2 separate regions of the Ovis aries genome follow, and region 2 is linked to region 1. A link is a contact called in public Hi-C data. All regions are on one chromosome and are shown on one strand. The core of a region is the stretch at or near the end of the contact, and the rest is flanking DNA. Distances in the headings are between cores, read along the strand shown.

Region 1 (3,536 bases), core at 18-2,517:
GTTTGCAGAGCCTACTCTCGTTTTCTACAGAATTCAGTGCCTCTGATACTGTTTCTCAATATCTACCACTGCTATTTCATGAACTTCCGAGTTCCCATCTGTGAGCTATTAAAGTTTGCAAGACCACTTCCCACCTCTGTAAAAGATGCCCCTTTTGGACTCAGTGGTATTTTTTGCACATTTGAGAAAATGTTTGCTTTCCTCTGTTATGACACAGATCTGGCAAGATAATTGAAACTGAAATCGAGCACTCTCTGACTGTCATGTATAATTGATATTTCATGAGGAGATTACAGTTCAGACACCAAAACTGTTTTCTCTGTCAATGGGTGTCTAATTACAGTAAAAAGCCCATCAACATTTTTTTTTAATGATTATAGCAAAACAAGAGAAAGTTAAAAGAGAGAAAAGTAAAAGTTACCAGGACTTTTTTTCTGGGCCCATTCTCTTGTTGTTATTTTCCTTCTTTCTAAAAAACACCTCTGTCAAAAGGAAATTTTTGAACACGATGCCATTAATTACAGACTTTCATTTTGAGATACCAAAATGTTTCTAACAGCATTTCTGGTTTTGTGTCATTATCTCTGGATCTAAAAACTAATGACAAATTTCCTAAAGTTCCCACCCTATACTCTTTTAGAAGGATTATGGTAGGGGAGAAGGAACTGAGGTCTGAAAGCCTGTTTTGAAGCAGTTATTGCTGGAGATAACATTAACAAGGATTGAATAACTGCCAAATGAAATTTAATACATTTTCCCATCCATGCAATAGGCTTCTTAAATACAACAGAATAATTACTTTCATAATACTCCCTGGAAACAAAGAGAGCAGAAACACTGAATGCCTTTTTTGTTTGTGATGTCTGTTGTGAGCGCGAGGATCAGGAGAAGGATGTTTACCAGGGCACTCTCCGTGCATCCCCGCATAAAAAACAGCGTTGCCAGCAGCCACCTCATTTGAAGTTGCATATCTTTAAAATCTGTTTATGTTGGAGGAGTTGTGGCAGCTATTAAATTTTGTAATTCAGTTAGACATCTTGGCCTTGGCTTGAGTTGGTGGACTATGATGGTTTTCCCCTCAGTGATAAAACGAAAGTGATTTTCATATCTGCATCTACATACACACACACACACAGACACAGAGAGAGAGTTTTAAAATGAAAACTCCAGGAAGTAGTTTGTCCCTAAACTCTGCTCCCCTCCTCTCTGTGCATGCGTGTGTGAGTGTGTATATGTATTTGTGTGCTAACTCGAATCAGTCATGTCTGACTCTTTGCAACCTTACAATAAGACTGTAGCCCACCAGTCTTCTTCTCCAGGCAAGAATAATGGAGTGGGTTGCCGTTTCCTTCTCCAGGGGATCTTCCCAACCCGGGGATTGAACCCATGTCTCCTGCGTTGGCAGGCAGATTCCTTACTGCTGGACCTTTGGGTATGCCCTGCCAAATTGGGGGAGGGGGACATCTGGTTCCAGGCTGGCCTGTTCATGGGATGGTCCACTTCTGCTTCAGAATGATGAGCCAGGCCCTCAGATGATCTCAGCATTCTGAACTCAGAACTACTAAAACAAAGAGGGAGTTAGGGGCAGGTTCAGAACCTGGAAGGATGTCCTGGGAGCTCCTGTGAAAGAAGAGTCCAGGGTGTGGTCCAGAGTGGGCAGAAGCCAGAGAGAGAGGTACCAACAGGGGTGGGAGAGGCCGGGATGGCCCCTGGGGACAAGGGATGGCCGTAGGTCACAGGAGTTCCCCAGGCCCTGAGCTTTAGTCACCAAATCTTCCTGTTACGGCTGAGTAATATTCCGTCGTGTACCGCAGCTTCTTCATCCATGTCCCTCCGTCTGTCGATGGACATCTCGGCTGCACCCATGTCCTGGCTCTTGTAAGCAGTGCTCCAGGAACAGGGCTGCATGTGTCCTTTAGAAGTCTGATTGTTCCCAGGGTATGTGCCCAGTAGTGGGATTGCTGGGTCACATAGTAGTTTTATTCCTAAGGAACAAATTTGAGTCCATTCTAATGAAGAGTATAAACCTAGAACTTGCTATACAGAGTGAAATAAGTCAGAAAGTGAAAACCAAATATGCTATATTAACAAATACGTATATGGAATCTAGACAAATAGTATTGGCGAACCTATTTACAGACAAGAAATGGAGACACAGACATACAGAACAGCCTCGTGGACGCTGCGGGGGAAGGGGGGCAGGGCAACGTGAGAAAGTAGCTTTCGTGTGTATACGCTGCCATGTGAAGTAGGTAACCATCGGGGGTGTAACACAGGGAGCCCAGCCGGGTGCTGTGGGTGACATAGAGGGATGAAAGCGGCAGGCGAGGCTCAGGAGGAGAGGACATGTATATAATGATGACCGATTCACGTCGATGTATGGCAGAGACCACCACAGCATTATAAAACAGTTATCCTCTAATAAATAAAATTTTAAAAAAGAAATCTTCCTGTTAAATCTCCTTTTACCTGAGCAAGGCAGAATGAATTTCTGGTCCTTGCTGTTAAAATCACCTCAGTAAATTGATCACTCCGTGAAAATTCTACCAAGGATCGCTGTAAGCCCCACACAGGCCAGGGCCCACATCTAAGTTATTCACCATGCATCCCCAGCACCTTCCAGAATGACCACATCAGCTAGATTTGCTGAATTAATAAATATACTCTCTGATCAATTAGCAATTATTGAATAATGTTTATATTTTAGTTCTGTCTTCTATTTTTAGCATAGATATATCTAAAACCATATGGTATGTAACTATAAGAAGACTCTATTGTTAAAGACTGCAAAAAAATTTACAATCAGTATTGATAAAGCTGTTTTCATTGGCTGCCTTTTAACTTCATTGCTTATCTAGATGAAAAGGTTCTCAAAATAGGACTTTAATGAAATATGGATTTTCTGGGTGCCATCCTTAGAATTGATTTGTAGGTTAAAGGAATCTGCTTTTTTTCTAGTCACATTATTATGTATTTGTAAGTGGGCAAATCCTGACTCTCATATATACAGATGGCAGTATTGGTCTCGCATCTATTTCTGAGTTATTCTATTGATGGGTTTGTGCTGGCCATTCACTGTGGTTTTTTTCTTGTCTCTTATGTGACCAGAAATAATGTTTCTGAGGGAGAAGTAAATAGGGTTAGGAAATGCTGTCTGTGGCCAAGGAAGCAAGCAGAGCAAAGCTAATTCTTCAAATTGGAATATTATTCCACAGACACGGGCAATGGAATGGATCCTGGAGAGTCAAGCTGATTAGATGGATCCATGGATCTAGACCTATCGTTATTGATCCATTTGTTCCTGAAATATACTACGAGAGAGACCTTCTGATATCACAGAGAATGTTTTCAACTTCCTTTATGGAAAAGAATGTATTATTTCAGGGGCTCTCAGGTGATCTTTAGAAAATTAAAGTTAGGTAATATGCGTGGATAAAAGCCAACATCTAGTCAGAACAGCCACCTTCTCAAACATATTTATAGATCATTTAAAATTTCGCTGTCATTCTGCAGGAGAAAGATTTTAAACCAAATGG
Region 2 (3,528 bases), core at 515-3,014, 1.3 Mb before region 1:
TTTCGTTGATGGGAAATGAATTTAGTTTACAATTTTACAAAACAAAATAGTCAAAGGACAAATGTTAAGGTTTGTTAAGATTAAGAATGTCCCCACCTTCTGAGTAGCTGTAAGCTCTTCCAGGCTTCACCACTAGATGTCATGAAGAGCCTGGTGAATTTACAGAACCATTTAAAGTTTTTTGTGATTTTGTAGTTAATTTGGATAGGAAGTAACTTCCTCAGGGCGGGGGTTGTGTCAAAATACTCTGTGGGTTAATTTTAAGATATTGGAAGCTATTAGAAAATGTGATCAGTTATCAAATCTGGAAAAATGATCCTCTTAAAGCATGGGGAATATCTCCGGGGAGAATGTCATATGCCATGTGGAACCAAAGAGCTGTACTAAAATCTCTGCGGTAAGCTTAGCTTGGGCCCCTCCAGCCTTCCATTCCTTTCTTTTTCTTTTCGTGGCCATGCCGTGCAGCTTGTGATCTCAGTTCCCTGACTGGGGTTCCCCACCACAGCAGTGAAAGCACTGAGTCCTCACCGCTGGACCACCGGGGAAGTTCCCAGCCTTCCTTTTCTTTTGAAAGACAGGATGGCTTGTCAGATCTGCCCTCACCAAGACTTCATAGGATTTTCCCTAAAACTGGGCCAATGAAAGAAAGAATAAAGGGGAGGTCCTTGATGATCAAGGGAGGATGTTTGAAGTTAGACTTTGAGATCCACTAATCAAAGCCATTGTGGGGACCTCCCTGGTGTTCCAGTGGCTAAAACTCCACGCTCCCAAAACGGGGGGCCTGAATGCAGTCCCTGCAGCCCTCATGCTGCAACTAAGAGCTCTCAAGCCACAACTAAAGATCCGCATTAAAACCCAGTATAGCCAAGAAAACTAAAAAACAAGCAAGTGTGGAAGACCAGATTTTACGGGTGAACTTTAGGGACAGAGAATTTGATTTAATATTAGGAAGAACTTCCTGAAAATAAAAGAAGCACAGTGCCTTATGGAGCAGTAGGGTCTTCATCACTGGAAAGAGTTAAGAATCAAGAGAGGCCCTCAGTGGGCCAGAATCTCTATTTGAGGTGAAAAGTTAGACTAAGTGAACTTCAAGTGTGTCTGACCCACAATTCTACACCCAGCAATGTTAATCCTTCAACAGCCAAGAAGGCAGCAGAAAAAGAGTTGGGAATGTCTGCTTAGGTAAGTCCAAACACATGCTTGTGTTTGCTTAACCAAGGAAAACAGGGTTCTTGAAGCCCCAAAAGGGAATTACGATAGTTGTGCTGATTTGTGGGACTCTCCCTGGGAAATACGGGTAAGAAAGGACCCTTGTACATTTTTAAAAAATATTCATTCACTTGGCTGTGCTGGGTCTTAGTTGTGGCCTGCACACTCTTGGTCATGGCATGTGGAATCTAGTTCCCTGACTGGGACTGAACCCAGGCCTCCACTATCGGGAGTGAGGAATCTTAGCCACGGGGTCATCAGAGAAGTTCCAGAAGGCATCTCTGCGCTTTTGTGCTTCCAGCCTCTGGCTCCTCAGTCTCCACCCTGCCAGAGGCATCGTGTCTACTTGCTTCTCCTCTTCTAACCAAGCACTGACCACAACTCAGTCTTCAAATAGTAAATCTGGGAGCAACTCAAGTGACGATCTTCTGATGTGTTGTGTTTTACTAGGGAACAATGCCTTCCAGCTCAGCTAAAGGAATGAAAGTCAGTCTGGGAATGGAAGATCTCCGCTGGCCTGTAGGGGAGGAAATGAGCCCTTGTTTGACCTCTGAGCAGTTGCCTTTCCTGCCAACAGGATAAGTAAGTCCCAGAGCATGGCTGGCCCTTGAAGTAGCTCACATGAGCTCCAGCGATTGATAAAAAACAAAACAAAGTATTTCCACATATTCTTGGCTCTTAAAAAAAAAAAAAAAAAAGAACTACAGCTGAGATATAACTTAAGCCCACCCAAGACCTTGAGGTATTGTGTTTGACCCTAGTATATAAATCAGGAGCATGACTTGTCTATCCTAATACATTCAATAAATCAGGTTTTTATAACATCTTTCTAAACTCAGAGTTTGATAAAACATCATATGATTAGATTGTCAGATGGATTTAAAATTTCCTTCTTATGCCAAGAGTAAAAATGATTTACACATGTTTGTAGTTTCTAGGTATACAGAAGTGTTCAGTGCTAGAGTGTTTACCTCGATTCTCTTTTTTTGGCCAAGCCACATGGCCTGTGGGATCTTAGTTCCTTGACCAGGGATCAAACATGTACCCCCTGCATTGGAAGGGTGGAGTGTTATCTACTGGGTTGCCAGGGCAGTCTTGTACCTGGTTCTTGACCAGGAGTTAAATGAAATCCTTTCTTCTTCACTCCCCATGGACACTCACAGTATCATAGATGCTTAAAGCTGGGGTGGACCACGAGGATCATTTAACCTCATCTCTTAACCCCACAGATGAGGAAAGCAAGGCCCCGGTGACTTGTTCTGACTGCCAACACCCTGTTGCCCCCCCACTCCATCTCCTTCCCAGAGGGTGTGCACCGGAAGTGCAGAAACACATGCCCCAACCCAGGCCCACACCTTCATCTGCCTCTCTCGGGAACCAAGAGCAGAGAAGCCTTAGTGGGATAGGAAGCAGGATCTCTAGCCCTCCTCCATCTCAGTGGTTTTACTATTTTACCCACCAAGGAATGAAGGAATGAACTGCCCACCCCTTGCAGGCTCCATGCTTTAAAACATCAGGTCTACAAAACAAGGGCTTCCCAGGTGGTGCTAATGGTAAAGAACTCGCCTGCCTATGCAGGAGATATGAGACATGGTTCCGGTCAGGAAGATCCCCTGGAGCAGGGAAAGGCTACCCACTCCAGTCTTCTTGCCTGGACTAATCCATGGACAGAGAAGCCTTGAAGGCTACACAGTCCATAGGGTCACAAAAGAGTCAGACATGACTTAGCGACTTTGCGACTTAGCATGCACAAAACAAACCCCGTTTGTTAAGTATTCATTGATTTTCTTACTTAAAAAAAAAAAAAAAAAAAAAAAAAAACCTTCAAGACAGGCATTGCTATCAACCCAGCTTTCTGATCAGCACAGAAAGCCTGGGGGCTACAAGCTCAGCTCACTGCAAAGAAGCTTGGTGTTTAGCCTAAGTCACCTTCCCAATGACTTCCCTCAGGAGTACTGATGGGCAGGAACCAGGAGAGGACTGCCAAAGATCTGGAAGCTCAGGTTGGCAATACCGGCCCAAAGGATGCTCACAAGATTCCTTGACCTTGACCTCATTAACACCTCTGTCTGAGTCAGCCATGCTTCATCCTGAAACAGGTGGGAGACGAGGGTGTGACCCAACTGTCATCATCCCGCATCGGGATACGGCAGGGGCTCCTCCCAGACGCCCTGCTCCCACCCTGCTCATCCCCCTGGAGCCTGCGCTCCACGGAGCAGCTGGTAATTCGTGAACAGGCTCTGCTCCAACCTCTGCAGTGGCTCTGCCGCATTTTACTGCAGCAAAAGCAACGTCTTTACAGTGATTCAGGGGTGTCCC

What was found. A called contact is a pair of places that touch in the nucleus more often than the background predicts.
Region 2: a Hi-C map of tail adipose tissue shows a contact between it and region 1, with 16 times the contacts expected there. The contact joins two enhancer-like sites. A contact is called at or near these places in 6 of 16 Hi-C or Micro-C datasets (blood, omental adipose tissue, retroperitoneal adipose tissue and 2 more).

What each region holds. Positions count from the first base shown.
Region 1 is chr23:54,957,687-54,961,222 of ARS-UI_Ramb_v3.0, reverse strand. The region is part of intron 14 of TCF4 (transcription factor 4); the gene reads left to right. Among named protein-coding and RNA genes, the nearest start is that of CCDC68, 280 kb to the right of the region's middle. Within about 2 kb of position 1,267, at least 6 of the 54 cell types and tissues checked have an H3K27ac peak or open chromatin away from gene starts, as enhancers often do.
Region 2 is chr23:56,252,402-56,255,929 of ARS-UI_Ramb_v3.0, reverse strand. No RefSeq gene overlaps it. Among named protein-coding and RNA genes, the nearest start is that of TXNL1, 48 kb to the left of the region's middle. Within about 2 kb of position 1,764, at least 7 of the 54 cell types and tissues checked have an H3K27ac peak or open chromatin away from gene starts, as enhancers often do.